2 separate regions of the Nomascus leucogenys genome follow, and region 1 is linked to region 2. The links are chromatin contacts, called in public Hi-C maps. All regions are on one chromosome and are shown on one strand. Each heading gives the region's core, a stretch centred on a gene start, on an enhancer-like site or on the middle of the called end of the contact. The rest is flanking DNA. Distances are from core to core; before and after follow the strand shown.

Region 1 (4,374 bases), core at 946-3,445, 45 kb after region 2:
GTCCATCAAGCAGGATAGGACCGGTCGCAGGCCACCGAGCCTGTGTGCAGTGGCTGAAAACCTAGACTCCTTGTCCTCACTTAGCTCATGCACAAATGCCAGCCTGCTGCTTCCGATTCTGCCGAAGAGAACTGCAAAGTAACCTTGAGGCTGCCCTCCCCACCTCCTATGGGAAATGAGCTTGTTCATGATCTCCAGCCTCCAGCTTCCTCTGGGGGCCTGCATCTATCTACTCAGTACCTGGTGGAGGAAGAGGGGGTGCTCTAGAAAGACAACCCTTTGCCTCTATTGTGTAAGATGCTTTCAAGCCCAATAGACCACTGATTCCTTTTTCTTGATAGTAAACTGTTAGAGGCAGACAGTATTATCTGTTCTTCCTTTTAACACCTGCCCTCCCCCAAACCGAAGCAGTGCACTGAAAACGGTAGCTCTGCAACCTCCTCCCACAGGGGCACCCACCGAGGGGCTCGCGCGGCTCTAGGCACCTCCCCTCCACCTCTGGGGGCTTTGGTTAGCGCAGCACAACCGCCGAGGTAACGATCCCGAATCCTCGAGGAGGCTAAGCAGGACCACGGGGCTGAGGCTCCGGGATGCTCGGGCGAGGCCCGAGGCGGGGCGGCCCACGGGCGCCGGTCGCCGGGCTCTGGAGCTGTGCATTGACCTCCGCCCGCCCCGTCTCTGCCTGGCTTTCTCGCCCTAACGGCCCGTGGCGCGGCCGCCGCCCTGGAGATGCGGCCGGAAGGAGCCAGCGGGAGGCGGGCGGGGGCCGCCCGGCTTGTGCGGCATCGCGAGTCGCATCCCGGCCGCAGGCGGGCGGGGGTCCGGGGCGGCGGCACGGGAGGCCGTGCGGGGAATCGGCAGGCGGGGGCGGCCTCGCGGGTGGGGACCACAGGGCCGAGCGGGGCAGGCCGGGGGCGGTGACCGGCGTGCCTGGCCGCTGCAGGCGGCGCGCGGGCCCTCTCTTACCGGCAGATCTGGATGGCGGACGGCGTCTCGACGTCTGGGCCCGACATGCTGGGGGCTGCGGCGGCGGATGCGGCGGGCGGCTGCAGAAAGGCGCAGGTGTCTAGCAGGCCCGGCGCGGAATGAATGAGCCTGGGCCGCGCCATAAAGGGGGAGGGCGGAGGTGGAGCGATGGGGCCGGTGAGGCGGGGCCTGCGCGCCGGGGGCGAATCGAACGCGGCCTCCCCGCGCCGACCCCGCCCCCGCGCCGGCCCCACCCCGAGCCCCGCCTCCCAGGCCGCCAAGGCTGCCGAGAGCTCGCCCGGGCGTAGGATTCTGGCGGCGTGAGGGCCCAGGCTGGCGGCGCTTCCAGAAGGTTCGGTGGCGGTTGGACCGCGCCGGTGCGGGAAAGGCCGGCGAGCCGCAGCAGCCGCGTCCGACCTGGTGGCAGCCCCGAGGGAAGCGTCTGGGGCGGCCCAAGTGGCGGAGCAGGGCGGACTTGGGCCCTCGCTCTCTGCGCGGCGGTAAATATTTGTGCTGGGCGTTCCCGGCCGCCCGCGCTGCCGATTCGCTGCCGCGCCCAGTGCCTGGGCGGCAGGATGAGGTCAGAGCGGAAGGCGCGGCCCGGGCGCCTGGCAGTCGGCCCGACTGCCAACCTCGCCCCAACCCACCCCGGCACCAGTCGCCCGCATCGCGGCTCTCGCTAAAATCGGCCCTAAGAGAGAATGGAAGGCTGTTTCCTGGAAAGGAGCATTGGTGACGGCTGCTGGGAAGACACGGGGAACTGAACGGGCCTTTGCTGCCGCAGCACAAAGCGTCAGGAGGTGGGGAGGAGGAAGGGCCCGCGCCTGTCTACACCGCCGGCTGCAGTAAAACTGGGAGCGCTGAGCGCCAGCCTGGAGGTGCATGTGTTGCAGTGAGGAGCCCTGAAACATGCCGTGTTTTACTGCACACGATGTGCCCTTGAATGGAGTCCAGGCGAGTCGGGATCGCCAAAAAAAGTCCACCAAAAAACACCCAAGAGGGGAGAAGCAGTCACCCCCCCCACGTTTTGGAATGACACCTTTTTACTTGCTAGGCAGTTTGACCTTTTCCGAATTTTCTACAGTGCACATACGTTTGTTACTTACATCTTTAAAACCCACGCAACTCCGGCTCCCCAGTGCAATTTGAACAACCCATTTACACTCAGCGAGGTAGCTCTGAAGGAACTGTGCCTCACCCCGGTGACCCTTGAGTTACCAGACCGTGGAGGCAGCCCACAGCATGATCTGTAGCTCCCAGGAGCAGGGGCAGTCCAAGTCAGAACTCTGTGATTTCAAGACTTTTATACGAAGAATTTCGTTTCTCTGTTTTCTTTTTTTGAGACTGAGTCTCGCTCTGTCGTCCAGGCTGGAGTGCAGTGGCGCAACCCCGCATCACTGCAAGCTCCGCCTTCTGGGTTCACACCATTCACCTGCTTCAGCATCCGAAGTAGCTGGGACTACAGGCGCCCGCCACCACGCCCGGCTAATTTTTTGTGTTTTTAGTAGAGACAGGGTTTCACTGTGTTAGCCAGGATGGTCTCAATCTCCTGACCTCATGATCCGCCCGCCTCTGCTTCCCAAAGTGCTGGGATTACAGGCGCAAGCCACCACGCTCGGCCTTCTGTTTTCTTTTTTTTTTTTTTTTTTTTGATACAGAGTCTCGTTCTGTCACCCAGACTGGAATGCAGTGGTGTGATAGTTCACTACAATCTCTGCCTTCCAGTTTCAAGCGATTCTCCTGCCTCAACCACCCTGCCTAGCTGGGCCCACAGGCATGCACCACCACGTTTGGCTTATTTTTGTGTTTTTAGTACAGATGTGTCCGGAATTGGTGGGTTCTTGGTCTCACTGACTTCAAGAATGAAGCTGTGGACCCTCATGGTGAGTGTTACAGCTCTTAAGGTGGAGCGTCTGGAGTTTGTTCCTTCTCATGTTCGGATGTGTCCAGAGTTTGTTTCTTCTGGTGGGTTCGTGGTTTTGCTGGCTCAGGAGTGAAGCTGCAGACCTTCGCGGTGAGTGTTACGGCTCATAAAGGCAGTGTGGACTCAAAGAGTGAGCAGCAGCAGGAGTTATTGCAAAGAGCAAAAGAACAGGCTGGGCGCAGTGGCTCACGCTTGTAATCCCAGCACTTTGGGAGGCCGAGGCGGGCGGATCACGAGGTCAGGAGATCGAGACCACGGTGAAAGCCCGTCTCTACTAAAAATACAAAAGAATTAGCCGGGCGTGGTGGCGGGCGCCTGTAGTTCCTAGCTACTCGGAGAGGCTGATGCAGGAGAATGGCGTGAACCCGGGAGGCGGAGCTTGCAGTGAGCCGAGATTGCGCCACTGCCCTCCAGCCTGGGCCACAGAGCGAGACTCCATCTCAAAAAAAAAAAAAAAAAAAGAGCAAAAGAACAAAGCTTCCACAGTGTGGAAGGGGACCGAGCCAGTTGCCACTGTGCTGGCTCCAGCAGCCTGCTTTTATTCTCTTATCTGGCCCCACCCGCATCCTGCTGATTGGTAGAGCTGAGTGGTCTGTTTTGACAGGGCCCTGATTGGTGTGTTTATAATCCCTGAGCTAGACACAAAGGTTCTCCATGTCCCCACCAGATTAGCTAGATACAGAGTGTTGACACAAAGGTTCTCCACCGCCCCACCAGATTAGCTAGATACAGAGTGTGGACACAAAGGTTCTCCAAGTCCCCACCAGAGTAGCTAGATACAGAGTGTCGATTGGTGCATTCACAAACCCTGAGCTAGACACAGGGTGCTGATTGGTGTGTTTACAAACCTTGAGCTAGGTACAGAGTGCCGATTGGTGTATTTACAATCCCTGAGCTAGACATAAAGGTTCTCCAAGTCCCCACCAGAGTAGCTAGATACAGTGTTGATTGGTGCATTCACAAACACTGAGCTAGACACAGGGTGCTGACTGATGTGTTTACAAACCTTGAGCTAGATACAGAGTGCCGATTGGTGTATTTACAATCCCTTAGCTAGACATAAAGGTTCTCCACGTCCCCACCAGACTCAGGAGCCCAGCTGGCTTCACCCAGTGGATCCTGCACTAGGGCTGCAGGTGGAGCTGCCTGCCAGTCCCGCGCCCTGCGCCTGCATTCTTCAGCCCTTGGGTGGTCGATGGGACTGGGCGCTGTGGAGCAGGGGGCAGCGCTCGTCGGGGAGGCTCGGGCCGCACAGGAGCCCACGGAGCCGGGGGAAGGCTCAGGCATGGCAGGCTGCAGGTCCCCAGCCCTGCCCCACGGGAAGGCAGCTAAGGCCCGGCAAGAAATTGAGCACAGCAGCTGCTGGCCCAGGTGCTAACTAAGCCCCTCACTGACTGGGGCCGGCGGGGCCGGCCGGGTAAGCCGGCTGCTCCGAGTGCGGGGCCTGCGGAGCCCACACCCAGCCGGAACTCACGCTGGCACGC
Region 2 (4,459 bases), core at 1,802-4,301:
GCGGTCTCATCACCATGCCCAGCCCCGGCCATCTCCTGGCTGACGGCAGCTCTGAGGATGCAGCTGTCTGGAAAGCCACCTAACTGTTCTAGGCCTCAGTTTCCCCACTTCTAAAACAGGGTTAAGAACAGTGCCTGTCTCAGCAGGTGGCTGGGAAGACTACACAGGGAGAGGAAGGGTGAGCCCCAGCGCGGCCGCGGGCTCATCGTAAGCGCTTACTCGGTGGAAGCTCTCTGTGACGGTGACGGTGCCAGGCCCGAGTTCCCAGCATTCATCAGATGATGCCTAAGCACGCTCTATGCCTCAGTCTGGAGAAACCAAGGGCAGAAGTCCTGCCTGCCCTCGTGGGACTACCACTCTGTACAAGCACAGCAGGTCAGGAGCGGAGCAGCAGCTGGAAGCAGGGAGGGAGCCAGGCCATCAGGGCATGGCTGGACGCTGTGTTTTGTTTTTGTAGAAACAGGGTCTCACTCTGTCACCCAGGCTGGAGAGCAGTGATGTGATCTCAACTCACTGCAGCCTCGACCTTCCTGAGCTCAGGTGATCCTCCTGCCTCAGCCTCCCAAGGAGCTGAGACTACAGGCACACGCCACCACATCCAGCTAATTTTTGTAGTTTTTGTAGAGACAAAGTTTCATCATGTTGCCCAGGTTGGCCTCAAACTCCTGAGCTCAAGTGATCTGTCCATCTCAGCTTCCCAAAGTGCTGGGATTACAACGTGTTTATGTAGAGCCTGGAAGAGGTGAGGGCAGGGCCCTGTGGATATCTGGGGAAAGCCAGTGCAAAGGCCCAAGGCAGGAATGCAGCCAGCAAGTCTGAGAAGCAGCAAAAAAGCCAATGTGGCCAGAGGGAAAGTTGAGAAAGAGATGTAGGAGGTGAGGTCCCCGAGCCGCGCTAGGCAGAGACAGGGAAGCGTGTGGACGTGCCTTTGGCTCTGGGCGAAACTGGAGATCTGGAGGGCTCTGAGCAGGCAGCACTGTGCTCTGACTCCACATCTCCCTGGCTACTGCTGGAGAACAAACAAGGCAGCAGGGACCAGCAGGGTGACCTGTCAGGAGGCTGCTGCAGTGATCAGGTGATCGGATGATCAGCAGAGCAACACCATTGGATCCAAAGTGGGGGTGAGCCTGGGGGGCTGTGCTCAGATCTGGACTTCCTGGAAGGTAGAGCAGTGTGATCTGCTCCTAGAGCCTCATGAGTGTGGGAGGGAGAGAGGCCGACAGAGGCTCCAGGCTTTGAGCCTGAGCACCCGGGGGCTGCAGAGACCATTTACTGAGGGGAGGGAGGCTGGGAGAAGCAAGCCTGGGGCAAGGACAGGAGTGTCATTTTTTTGCACATCAAGGCCAAGCAGGCCAAGTAGGCATCCAGATGGGCTGGCCAAGAGGCCCCAGCCAGAGACAGAACCTTGGGACTTCCAGCCACAGACTGGAAGGCACCACCAGGGCAGTGTGGATGGGGGGGGTCCCCTGCCCCACCCAGGGCCCCAGCAAAGCCCTTCTAGGCACCAGGACTGTTCTCACCCCCACGCCTTGGGGCTGCCTGGAACTCAGAGACCCCCTCCTAAGCCTAGAATTTCTGGATCACCATCCTGGGGACCAGCAGCCCAGACGCTTCTCCAAGCCAATGTGTCAAAACTGTCCCTCCAGCAGCCCCAGATCCGGAGAAGCAAGGAGGGGCAAGTGTTCAAAGCACAGCTTCGAGGCATAGTCACAGCCCAGACCTACCATCTGCCTCCCCAGGTGGCCTCAAACAAGTGTTCAGTCTCTTTGTACCTCAGTTTCCTCATCTATGCAATTGGGATAATAAAAATAACAACAGCAGCTGGGTGCAGTGGCTCATGCCTGTAATCCCAGCACTTTGTGAGGCCGACGTGAGCAGATCACTTGAAGTCAGGAGTTTGAGATCAGCCTGGCCAACACGGTGAAACCCCATCTCTACTAAAAATACAAAAAAATTAGCCAGGTATGGTTGTACACACCTGTAATCCCAGCTGCTTGGGAAGCTGAGGCAGGAGAATCACTTGAACCTGGGAGGCAGGAGTTGCAGTGAGCCGCGATCGCACCATTGAACTCTAGCCTGGGTGACAGAGTGAGACTCTGTCTCAGAAGAAAAAAAAAAAAAAAACAAGAACAGCTACCTCCCCAGGGTGTTGTGAGGATTCCATGAGCTAAACTTTAGCTCCTAACGCATTTTGGAGCTTTGCAGAATGCCAAGTGCTGACCAAATGGCAGCAAAATAATTCCACGATTCTTTCTGAGTGACCGCATCACCCTCTGGCCTCCCAAGCCCCTCCTTTATCTTTCCTCCCCATCTTGGGGGCTTTTCCTTCCCCGTGTCCACGCTCCCGTGCCAGGGACCCTCACTGTCTCTCTCTGGAAGGGTGCAACAGCAACTTGGGACTTGACCCTCACCCGGCCCCAGGCTCTCAGGCTCAGGCCCATCCTCCCCATAGCCACCAGAGGGTGCTCTCTGAACGTGACTGAACTGCACCGGAGCCTTGGGTCCAAAGAATCAATCTACCCCCAGCCCAGCCAGTGAGCCCCTCCTAAACCAGGCGCTGCCAGCAAACCCACTCCTGAACCTGTACCACGCGACGTCCCCCACATCCACGTCGAACCACCCGCACTTACTGTGGCTTGGTTCATTCTACATATGCACAAACACACATGCATACACAGATACACACACACACACACACAGCTTCCATTCCTCCACTGCAACACACGCTGCCCACTGTTCCAGGCTGAATGCATGTGCCATGCTCTGCATGGCTGTGTCCTCCCAAAATTCCTGTATTGAAATCCTAACTCCCAAGGGAATGGAAGTAGGAGGCAGGGCCTTTGGGAGGTGATGAGGGCAGGGGGACAGAGCCCTCACAAATGGGATTAGTGTCCTTATAAAAGGGCCTGAGAAAGCCCCTCCTACCAAGTGAGGACACACAGGAAGTGATGTGACGTCTATGAACCAGGAAACAAACAGGCCCTCAACAGACACGAAATCTGCCGGCGCCCTGATCCTGGACTTCCAGCCTCCAGGGCTATGAGAAATGCACTTCCGTTGTTCACAAGCCAGCAGCCTGTGGTCTTGGTTCCGGCAGCCCAGGCTGAAAGCGCCAGCAGCCACTTCCTGCATCTCACCAGTGTGGCTTGGAGCTCACAGGGCCTCCGCTGGTCCCTGGTCTCTGAAGTGGCTTCCACTTGGCCTCTTGATAGAGTGGCATCATGCCCGTGCCCATGGTGGGGACCTGCACCTCACACTCCCACTCTCCAAGCTGGGGCTGAGTCTTCCTCCTCTCTGCCTCCCCGGAGGCCACAGCAGGTGTGCTGACCAAGCCCCATAGTGCAGAGGCTGCAGCTGCGGCACCAAGGCAGATGCCCTGTCCTCAGCACCCAAGGGCTGGCTCCCCCCTACAGCCGACCTTCAGAGAAAATGTCCCCTCCCCAGGGCTGGGGATGGCCGAATGTCCTACAGCAGCCCTGAGGCTGACACTAGAGACCATGCCCCTTGTCCCCAGCTTTAGGGTCACAGGGCCCTCCCCAGTTGCACAATTTTGGGGCAGGTGGAGAGCTGCCCCCATCGTGGGCACAGTGGTACCAGGCCTGTGAGCTTCAAAGCCAGGAAGTGGCCATGGCCACCAGGGTTGGTCAGGGCAGAGGTGGGACCTCCCCTACATCTGCTGTCTGGCCTCTATATCTCAGCTCTTGGTCATCACAATAAACTCCACCCCACGCAGGCAGGGCGTGCTTCTGATCAGGGCCAGGTTGGCGGGGGACTCAGCATGGCGGGGAGTGGTGGAAGGAGGGCCTGTCAGCTTGCTTGACGCTTCATCTCTGGTGGGTTCCTACACCTCCTGGCTGAGGCCAAAACCAAGCATAGTTCTGAGGGTCCAGTGCAGAACTGCTTGGGCCACTTCCCCCAAAGTTCCCAAGGCCCAGTGCACAAGGGGAGGGAAGGCTGCAGGCCTGGCTCCCCAGGGAACTCCTGTCCTAAACCCACACTAGTGCGGACTCCAGGGCCCAGAGATATGGGGCCCAGACCCTTACCCCGTTCTGGCTGTTGCAATGCCGGGTGCTGATGATGGCGCCTGCCTCCTCGATCATCTTCAGGATGGTCCCCCCGTGGACATTGCCGGCCACGTTGGCATCATCTGGCCGCATGATCCTAGGGCAAAGGAGAAGCAGGATGAGGCCTCTGGAGAGGACACCATTTGTGCAATGGTGACAATCCAAGGAGGGGAGAAGGTCCCCAAAGGGCTCAATGGCTCCCGGAGGAAAGGGAACCTTCCCCATGTTTGGGCTTTTCCTAGGCGGTGTGTTCGTCAAGGTGGGGCACCATCTGCCAGGCCACAGAAGGGGCCCTGAGATGCTGTTTCCATGAGAGAGAAGGAGGGCAGAGGGGCACTTTCTCCCCCTGAAGCCACATGTCCCTGGACTGCCCCTAGCAGGTAAGGGCTGATGGT

Evidence for each region. A called contact is a pair of places that touch in the nucleus more often than the background predicts.
Region 1: a contact with region 2 is called in a Hi-C map of a lymphoblastoid cell line, with 2.9 times the contacts expected there. The contact joins the promoter of ACOT7 here to the enhancer-like site in region 2. A contact is called at or near these places in 2 of 4 Hi-C or Micro-C datasets (a lymphoblastoid cell line and an unstated tissue).

Annotation. Positions count from the first base shown.
Region 1 is chr24:7,238,116-7,242,489 of Asia_NLE_v1, forward strand. It overlaps ACOT7 (cytosolic acyl coenzyme A thioester hydrolase), which reads right to left and starts at 2,196. Exons shown (of 9, transcript XM_030805406.1): 1 at 967-2,196. The coding sequence starts at 1,109.
Region 2 is chr24:7,192,035-7,196,493 of Asia_NLE_v1, forward strand. It overlaps ACOT7 (cytosolic acyl coenzyme A thioester hydrolase), which reads right to left. Exons shown (of 9, transcript XM_030805406.1): 2 at 4,044-4,161. Among named protein-coding and RNA genes, the nearest start is that of ACOT7, 46 kb to the right of the region's middle. Within about 2 kb of position 3,052, the one cell type or tissue checked has an H3K27ac peak away from gene starts, as active enhancers do. A contact at or near this core is called in a lymphoblastoid cell line, where this site is marked.